Linked DNA regions of Mus musculus: region 2 is linked to region 1. The links are chromatin contacts, called in public HiChIP or PLAC-seq maps. All regions are on one chromosome and are shown on one strand. The core of a region is the stretch at or near the end of the contact, and the rest is flanking DNA. Distances in the headings are between cores, read along the strand shown.

Evidence for each region. HiChIP or PLAC-seq counts read pairs in DNA pulled down with a chosen protein or histone mark.
Region 2: an H3K4me3 HiChIP or PLAC-seq map of the 230-238 cell line shows a contact between it and region 1, with 10 read pairs. The contact joins two enhancer-like sites. A contact is called at or near these places in 1 of 39 promoter capture datasets (the C10 cell line), 1 of 484 Hi-C or Micro-C datasets (embryonic stem cells), 2 of 115 datasets of contacts at active chromatin or transcription factors (the 230-238 cell line and embryonic stem cells) and 3 of 9 other capture datasets (adipose tissue, liver and pancreatic islet).

Annotation. Positions count from the first base shown.
Region 1 is chr17:80,250,506-80,255,152 of GRCm38.p6, reverse strand. It overlaps Dhx57 (DEAH (Asp-Glu-Ala-Asp/His) box polypeptide 57), which reads left to right. Exons shown (of 24, transcript NM_001163759.1): 15 at 715-888; 16 at 1,866-2,066; 17 at 3,645-3,921. Among named protein-coding and RNA genes, the nearest start is that of Gm52289, 20 kb to the right of the region's middle. Within about 2 kb of position 1,867, at least 57 of the 459 cell types and tissues checked have an H3K27ac peak or open chromatin away from gene starts, as enhancers often do. A contact at or near this core is called in the 230-238 cell line, where this site is marked.
Region 2 is chr17:80,368,483-80,373,129 of GRCm38.p6, reverse strand. Arhgef33 (Rho guanine nucleotide exchange factor (GEF) 33) reads right to left here. Exons shown (of 18, transcript NM_001145452.1): 13 at 2,711-2,859; 14 at 1,695-1,859; 15 at 1-138. It overlaps Gm10190 (predicted gene 10190), which reads left to right. Exons shown (of 1, transcript NR_028385.1): 1 at 1-1,273. Among named protein-coding and RNA genes, the nearest start is that of Gm10190, 2.7 kb to the left of the region's middle. Within about 2 kb of position 2,254, at least 5 of the 459 cell types and tissues checked have an H3K27ac peak or open chromatin away from gene starts, as enhancers often do. A contact at or near this core is called in the 230-238 cell line, where this site is marked.

The DNA.
Region 1 (4,647 bases), core at 618-3,117:
ACTTCGCCCCCCTTTCCCTGGACTTAAGGCAAAAGAATATTCTTGGCTGGTTAGTTTGTTTTAGTCTCGTTACTTATAAAATATCATTCATTTATTCCTCTTGGTGGTTTACTACTGAATAACCCCAGAACGCTTCCCAGGTCGGTACAAGGTTTTTGTTTCTGGAAGACTGTATTTTATGAGAACAGAAGGAGCCCGCATACCTTGAAGAGCTAAGCCTTGAAAGCTGTGCTCAAAGCTGACAGATGCTGTCTTGGGATTTCCATTGATGAGAAGAGACACCATGACCATGGCAGCTCTTATGAGGGACAAGAGTTGACTAGGGCTAGCTTACAGGTTTAGAGGTTCAGTCAATTATCGTCATGGTAGGAAGCATGGCAGCCCCAGGCAGACAGGGTGCTGAGAAAGAGTTGAGAGTTCTATATCTTCACCCAAAGACAGCAGGAGGAAATGTGTCTAGCTCTCACTGGCCTGACTTAAGTATACAAATGAGACCTCAAAGCCCCACCTCCACAGTGACAGACTTCCTCTAACAAAGCTACACCTCCAATAAGGCCACACCCCCTAATAGTGCCACTTCCCATGGGCCAAGCATATTCAAACCGCCACAACTCTTGAAGTCATTTAATTAATTTCAGTAGAACTGTACCCAGCAAGGTCGGTCAGTCTCAAAGGCTCATGCCCGAGTCCTTACTGTGCTGCACTTCCTTTTAGATGTGTAATTCACCCGCTGCACTCATCATTATCCAGCGAAGAGCAGCAGGCGGTGTTTGTGAAACCTCCAATGGGTGTAACTAAGATTATCATTTCCACCAACATTGCTGAGACGTCTATAACCATTGATGATGTTGTGTATGTCATCGATTCTGGGAAGATGAAAGAAAAGAGGTAGGTGAAGTAACAGAGGGACTAACCTCTTTTAGGATAACACGGCTCTTAATGGTTACTGCCACGGTGCTCTAAAGGAATATTGTATGTGGTTCCATGGCCAGCGTCATGAATGTGAAAGTCAAACACGGATGCACAATCACAAGCAATGGATTCATTTTCCCAGGTGACTTTTCCATGAGCTTGGATGAGAAGGAAATGGCTAAAGCAAGTGTGTGTGGTGTCTGACGGACCTAAGTCATCACAGCAGTAATTACACCATGGTCCCACAGTAGACCGGACCTAAGTCATCACAGCAGTAATTACACCACGGTCCCACAGTAGACCAGACTGTACAGCTCAGGAATAAGGTGGAAGATCACTTGTCTGTGCCCCGTCGTCTTGACAACATTCTTAAATGTAGCTCAGTAAAGCACTTGCAGGAACTATGCTCAATCCCCAGAACCACACTTAAGAAGGAAGGAAGAGCCGGGCAGTGGTGGCGCACGCCTTTGATCTCAGTGCTCAGGAGGCAGAGGCAGGTGGATCTCTGTGAGTTGGAGGACAGCCAAGGCTACACACAGAAACCATGTCTCAAAAGGAAGGCGGGGAGGGAGGGGGAAGCTGGGAAAGAGGGAGAGGGGAAGGGGAGAGAGAGGGAGAGAATGAAAGAAAGAGAAAGAAGAGAAAAGAAAGAAAGAGGGGAGAGAAGGAGGGATTGAAGGAAGAAAAGAGAAGAGAAAAAAGAAAAAGAAAAGAAAAGAAAAAAGCTAGAGGTGGCACCATGCACTTGTATCATCCGTTCTGGGGAAGGAGAGACAGGAGAATCACTGATGTTCACTGGTCAGCCAGCCTACCCCACTGGGCGAGTCCCAGGCCTGTAAGAGGGACCTTGTCTCAGAGAGAAAGACTAATGGAGGGGGTGGAGAGAGATAGTGTCTGAAGAATTACTCATGCACACAGAATCACTCAAGCTTGCATTTCCTTTTCCTTTCCAGATACGACGCAGGCAAAGGAATGGAAAGTCTAGAGGACACGTTCGTGTCTCAGGCCAACGCTCTGCAGAGGAAAGGCCGAGCTGGCCGAGTCGCATCAGGGGTCTGCTTCCACTTGTTCACGAGCCACCACTACAACCACCAGCTTCTGAAGCAGCAGCTCCCAGAAATCCAGCGAGTGCCCCTGGAGCAGCTGTGCCTCAGGTTATGTCCCAGTGGGCCCCCCTCTGCTTGCCTGGGCCCCGCTCCTCCTCCTATTTAAGTTTCATGATCTTTTTCCTAGCAGGACATTGTGCTGAGAGTAGAGTGCATGAAGTCACCATTTGCAGAAAGCACATCAGTGTGGCCCCCTCCTCCCATGTAACTCTGCACACAGAGACTTTCACATCCTCAAGAAGACATTTCTAAATTAGGAAAGTAACTTGACTTGCCAGGGACTTCCTGCCAGAGGACACAAGTATCACAGTATGCCAGGGAAAAATCTACAGCCTCATTATCAGTTAGAGAAAAGTAAACAAAACTTACAACACCATTGTTAGCTAATGAACAAATGTCATAAAATGGGATTTAGTAAGTAGTTGAACAGATTCAATATTATATGAGCTAAAGAATTTTTAATTCAATGTTTATGAAAAATTGCTTGATGATATAAGAATTGCAAAATATCCATACTCTTTTATCCAGTTGTTAACTTAAAAAGGGAAATAAAATAACCAAGGCTACAGTAAGGCTTAGTTGTATAGAGCTCTTTTTAAGTGCTATGCACGGTGGTCAAGCCCTCTGCCCCGTGCTCTAATCCACTCTGGCTCCTGCCAGCGTAGTTCATCATTTATTCCTTCTTACAGTTTCACTACATTCGTCACTGTCAGGGCATGGCTACAGGGAAATGCCTCAAGAGAGAAAGCCAAGCACCAAATACATGTACTTTAATGACAGACAGCTGTCTTATTTGAGCTGATAACACCAAAAGAGACTCTAAAACCAGGTGGTGGAGGCGCACACCTTTGATCCCAGCACTCGGGAGGCAGAGGCAGGTGGATTGGGTTTCTTTATATAGCCCTGGCTGTCCTGGAACTCACTCTGTAGACCAGGCTGGCCTTGAACTCAGAAATCCTCCTGCCTCTGCCTCCCGAGTGCTGAGATTAAAGGCGTGTGCCACCAGGTCCGGCTTGGATTCCCACACCCTTACCTATACTTCGTTCACCATCAGAACTGCCTGTCATAATCCGAACCCACTGTTAAGAGAAAAAGGCCACTTTGAAAGTTTGTTAAAAGAATTTTTAATATGGGTAGGTAAACTTTAAGTGTCTCTGTAGTTTATTGCTAAGAAAACTAGAGGACAAGATTTTAAAGGCTTTTCTTAAAGCAACCCTGCAGCTGGGTATGGTGATCCTTGTCTGTAGTCTTGGAATTGAGGAAGCTCCTTCCACTTGTCTCAAAGCCATGCTGTGCTGTGTGGCTTAGAAAGGTACTCAGGAGGAGCTGGAGAGAGGCCTAAGAGCACTTGCTGCTCTTGCAGAGGACCTGAGTTCAGTTCCCAGTGCCCATTGTCAGACAGTTCCTCGTAACCATTTGGAATACAGTTCCAAGGGAGCCTACACCTCTGGCCTCGACGTGAGCACCTGCACTGTGTGTACACACCCACAGGCAGACACATCTCACATAATTAGCAAGGATTAAAATCATCTTTTTTTTTTAAGGCATTTCTTAAGAAACAAAAGATCCCTCTGCTTCATTCTACCAGCTATCAAATTTATAAATCATGATTTTATTCTTTTTCAGAATTAAAATTTTAGAAATGTTTAGTACTCATAATCTCCAGTCCGTGTTCTCTCGGCTCATTGAACCTCCACATATTGATTCTCTTCGTGCCTCAAAAGTACGGTTGCGAGACTTGGGAGCCTTGACTCCAGATGAAAAACTGACCCCGCTGGGTTATCACTTGGCCTCTCTGCCCGTGGACGTGAGGATAGGCAAGCTGATGCTCTTAGGTTCTATCTTCCGCTGTTTGGACCCTGCTCTCACCATTGCTGCCAGCTTGGCTTTCAAGTCCCCTTTTGTAAGTGACATTTGTCTAAATTGGAATTTTATGTCACAGTTCTCAAAGGGATCTTTAGACTTTTGAGGTATGTGAGTGCATGTGTGTGGGTGTGAAAGATCTCAGAGCACAATGGTATGTGATCCTTAGAAAAATCTTTATTTCCCCATCCCCCAAAAAACCTTGGGGATTAGAGGTATAGCTTATTAAAATAATAATATGCTTTTTGTTTACTATTGCTTATTTTAGAACAATCAAAAATAGTAAGCAGCAAGACACCACTATATAATTTCAAAAGGTAGTGAACACATGCATCAGCTGTGAAAAGTAACTCAATAGAAAGGTAGTCTGCACGCACAGTCCACTCGTGTAAAATCTAAGTCAGACCTTAGGAGTTCAAGTGCAATCCCTAGCACCAGAGGAGGGAGGAAAAGGTTTGGGTTCTGTATAAGCATCCCACCATGACCAGCTTCCAATGCCAGCCCGAGCTGCATGGTGAGTTCCAGGCCAGTCTGGGCTATAGAAAAAAATCCCTCTCCCAGACATCAACATAAAAAAAGATAAGTTAGGTGTGATGATCTTTTATTCTGGAAGCAGAGGCACCACAATTTTGAAGCCAGCTTAGTGTACATAGCAAGTTCTAGGCTAGCCAGAGTCTCACAGTGAGAGTGTCTTAAAAATCAAAAACGGGGGCTAGAGAGATGTCTCAACAGTTAAGAACACTGGCTGCTCTTCCAGAGGACCAGG
Region 2 (4,647 bases), core at 1,005-3,504, 120 kb before region 1:
AACTGAGCCGGCGCCAGCAGGCTCTCGGGCCGCTCGTGCTTCCTGCCCTCCAGCTCCCAGTCTCCAGGCTTCCCGGGCTGCATGCTCTCCATGAGGCTCTGCTGCTGCTGGCCTTTCTTTGCCGGGGCCATCAGATGTCTTTAAAGGGGAAACGGCACAAGAGAGACTATCAAATAGTGCTGAGCACTCGTCGACCAATCGGCCAAAGGCCAGCTTCTCTCCTCATCTCCCAGGCACCTTCGTGGGTCACCTAAAAAGCTCCACAAACTGACTAGAGGGCTTTCTCAAGTGACTGGAGAGATAGCTCAGCGGTTAAGAGCACTGACTGCTCTTCTAGAGGTCCTGAGTTCAAATCCCAGCAGCCACATGGTGGCTCACAACCATCCGTAATGAGATCCGATGCCCTCTTTCCAGTGTACTTATAGATCGATAGATACATACATACATACATACTACAAAAAAAAAAAAAAGCAGCAGCCAGGAAAGTCTCAGCTTCCAAGCTCAGTCACTGAGACATCACATGGCGGGCAGACAAAGGCTGTCACTATTGCTGGGGCCTGGTGGAAGCTCTGAACCTTCCTGCCACCACCTCTGCCTCCCAAGGCATGTCTTTTCAATTTATCTCCCTGTCTTACTGTGACAGAGTCATATAGAATACCAGAAAATGAACTTAATATAACTCCTAGATCTTCACACGTAAACAATTGTGTTCCTGAATAAACTGTTGAACTCTGGATGCTGATATAGTGGATAAACTCATGTGTAAAATTTATATTTCTATAACAAAGGTTTTTAAAGTTTTGTAGCTGTAAAGCAGTTTGACTGTCATCTCAAACGACCCACAAAACAATGTGTTGTAAAACCTATTTGAATTTGCCCAGTTTTGCAGTTTTGTTGTCTGGGAGCACATAATTTTTACACAGTTTAAAAAGTGAAGAATACCCATCACTTAGGATTTTTGTTTTTGCTTACCTACTAGATATCAATGAGCTACTGCACACTGACCAAAGTGGTTATTCTTATTTATATTTTAATTCCGTCAGGATTATATATGGATGCACATGTGAATACTAACAATATTTTAAGGCATTGCAAGACATCTTCGAGTGGGACTTAGGGCTTTAAGTTTACAGATGTGAAGAAAGTAAAGTGACTTTACATCAGTGCTCTTTACTCTGGAAGAGTGTAGAAACAGCCAAAGTTTGGCCCGGGTGTGATGCACATCTTTCCCCCTCGACCTGTTGTACTTGAAGGAGAATAAACACTTCACACTAATTAAAGAGTTGAAGTAATACTCAAAGTGAATTTCTACTTTCCACCTCTTAATACTTTTTTTTTTAAATTGAGACAAGGACTCTATTATGTAGCTCTGGCTGCCTTGGGACTCACTCTGTAGTCCAGGCTGGCCTTGAACTCAGAGATCTGCCTACCTCTGCCTCCCAAGTGTGGAGATTAAAGGGATGCACCACTGCCCAGAAGCCACCTGTTAGCACTTTCTAAATCTGCCTCGTCTTTCTCTGGGATCCGTCAAACGTCTTGATGATCAACTGCTTGGCTGTTAATATGGAAACAATGGGGCAAGGGAGAAGGTGGAGGTCTGCAGAGCACATTTCTAATCCAGGACCGCTTGCTCACCTATACAAATCATCTACAAGGCCAATACTGTTAATGTTTCCATAGCAACAGATACTCACGAGACAGCAGGGGCGGAACTGGAAGAGGAAGGATAGGGTTGGAGCATTTCTTCTGAGTGGACCCCACTGTCGTGGACAGCCTCCTGGCCTGCATTGGGGGAAGCATCTTGGCCAGCATTGGCACACTGGGAAGCCAGCCCTTTGTACAGCTTTGCCATAGATGACCTAAGAGAATCGAAATAGTCTCAGGTTGTACAGTGCAAGACTGGCTCTGTGAATACAGAGATTATGCAAGAAAAATAGATTTGTCTCTCAGATCAAGCTTTCTGTGAAGGGCTCGCTGTCCCCAGCCCTCTATAAGCCAGATTGCTTACATAATAGCTGGCAGTTGGCTGAAAAGAGATTGAGGATCCAGGGTGGGCCTGGGAGACACCGTCAGGAGAGCACTGGGTTAGGAGATAGCTGTCTTTCTAGTTGGAAACCTCTAGAGAAATGACAATATTCTCCAGATAGGCTGGGATGTTTAAGGAAACCTAGGTCATTAGGAAGCTGTGCTGTAGGTTGCTTCTATTCCCCAAGGTCCAGATGGCGCCTACTCTCTTTTTCTATATTCTGTGAAATCTACTCAGGCGTATCCACCCCAACACTTTTATCTTTGCCACTCATTAACATCTAACTTACTCTCCACTGTGCAGCCCTAAAGCTAAGTCCCATGTGACAGGTTTATGGCTATGTCATTGTATATTCACTGGGTAGAACAGTACCTAACAGTCAACAGGTGTTCAATAAATGTTTGTTACATTAATGCAGGAAACTATATTCAGACCATTACATTGCAATCTTGGACCTAGGAAGTGAAGGAAACAACTTAAGAGGGGACAATGGAGTCCAAGTGCTTTTCTTGTAAAGTTATTTCCACTGGGCCATAGGTGTGTCCCTCCTGTGGCTAGCCTTGCCTTCCCATCCCCACCCTTTCCTTCCAACTCCCTTCACTCCACTCCAGCACTCAACACAAGTGATGGCCTGTGCCCTCTTCTCAGGCACCTCTGTCAGGTATGGCACCGTCACAACCTTACTTTTTGAGTTTTTTCCGTTTCTGAATAAGCAAATCTTCATTGCATTGAAACAGCAGGGTATAATGAGAGATAAACACTCGGAGGCGCTGAACACACACAAGTAGGAGGTAATAGTCTGGGTGCTCCTGCTCTGTGAACTTCAGAACATTCTGGATGGAAGGAAGAAGGAAGCAGGGTTACACGACTAGACTGTAGTTGCTTTACCTCTTCTGAACCCCGCTTTAAGCTACTGTGAGTTCTGTAGCCCTTCCATCTAAACAACACATGCTCCACTATCTAGCCAATCAGCTGGAAGCTCAGCCATCACATCAAAAGAAGTCATTCGGTCCTAGTTTACTTGCATGTGACGGAATGTAATTCCATCTTGAAAAGTTAGACCCAATAATTAGATGTATGAGATAACAGACATATTCTAACAATTATTATCTATCTATAAGCAACATTGTCTGAGATAACAGATATATTCTAACAATTATTATCTATCTATAAGCAACACTTACAGGAGTCAGACCAGTGGTAAGAATGACAGGCATGAGTAAGCCTGTGGGATGGGTGGGGTAGATGGTGGCCTCTCCTACCATATCAGCTGATGCTATGGTTTAGATGTTGTCTATCTCCCAAAGGTTATGGAAGCTTAATCTACAGTGCAATGATTTTTTAAAGATACGGGACCTTTAAGAGGTGGGATCTAGTGAAACGTGATTGGGGGCTGACCATCCTCATGAAGGAATTAATACTGGTTTAATAGAGTGGGCTCTGATGAGGAAAAAAAATAGTCACAGGAAAGTAAGCCTGGGCACCGCCCCGTTACTTCTTTTTCATATGGTGTGACCAGTCACTATTATCTTTGCTATTACCGCATTTACCATGAGGAGGGTCACCAGAAACCAATGCTAGCACCATGCTTTGGGGCCTTCAAAACTGTGATCCAAAATAAACCTCTTCCCTTAAAAAAACAACCCAGCCTCAGGCATGTCATTATAGTAGTACACAAGGGAATAAACGATCTTACAGGCTACAGTGGAATATTAATTTGATTTTGATTGTGAAAACTGTATTATTTATCTGTTGACCCCTTGCCATTAACAGGAGCTAAGCTCTTTTATATTCATTATCTTATTTAGTTTTTATCACAACCCAGATGGGTATAGAAGTGACCTCTATATAATAAGGAAGGACACTGAGACATGGAGCTCAGTGATCTCCTTTAGGTCTAGTAAATGACAGAAGAATTGAATGTGAACGAGATAGTAGCAGGCCTGGTGTCTGCAAAGCCTGGCCTTCAGACCAGGGTTTTTGCCTACTAGGTGTGCTGTTGTGAACACAGTACTGAGACCTCTTTGGTCTTCTGTGTCCTTATGACAAGGAGCAACCATAACACCTGTGAAACTGCTGAAAGGACCCATAAGATAGCTGCTGTGAGAAAATATTTTGGGAGCTGAAGCTCTATCCAGGGGGAGAGCTCCACACTGACTCTGGCCTGTTCTAGCTGACGTTCATCACAGCCTTTCTAAGACTCGTCACCGAGCTACTTAAGCTCAGTCAACCCTTAAACCTGCACAGCTGGGTAGCAGGAGGAAGAGACACCTCCAGAAAGAAGGCGTTAGACTCTCACTTCCACGTCTTCTAACAGGTCTACACGTTCCATAGAAAGTTACATTGAGAATTTGTTCATCTGCTCCTCGTGGCTCTACTGAGACATAAAGTATGAGCACTGTATGAGGGAACCCTGGACCCAAGCCAAGCTGAAGCCATCAGGATAGTAGTTGAGTGGGCACGTAAACAGAAATTAAGCGGCCAGAGGTGACATTCAGATGGTGGTAGAACTGAAGAGCAGGAGAGTGAATTAGGTACTTAGATGCTATCAAGAGTGTTTATAAAAGATTCTAGACCCCCAAAAGTGGAGATTGCTGGTAAGTTGGATGGAAGATGGAACG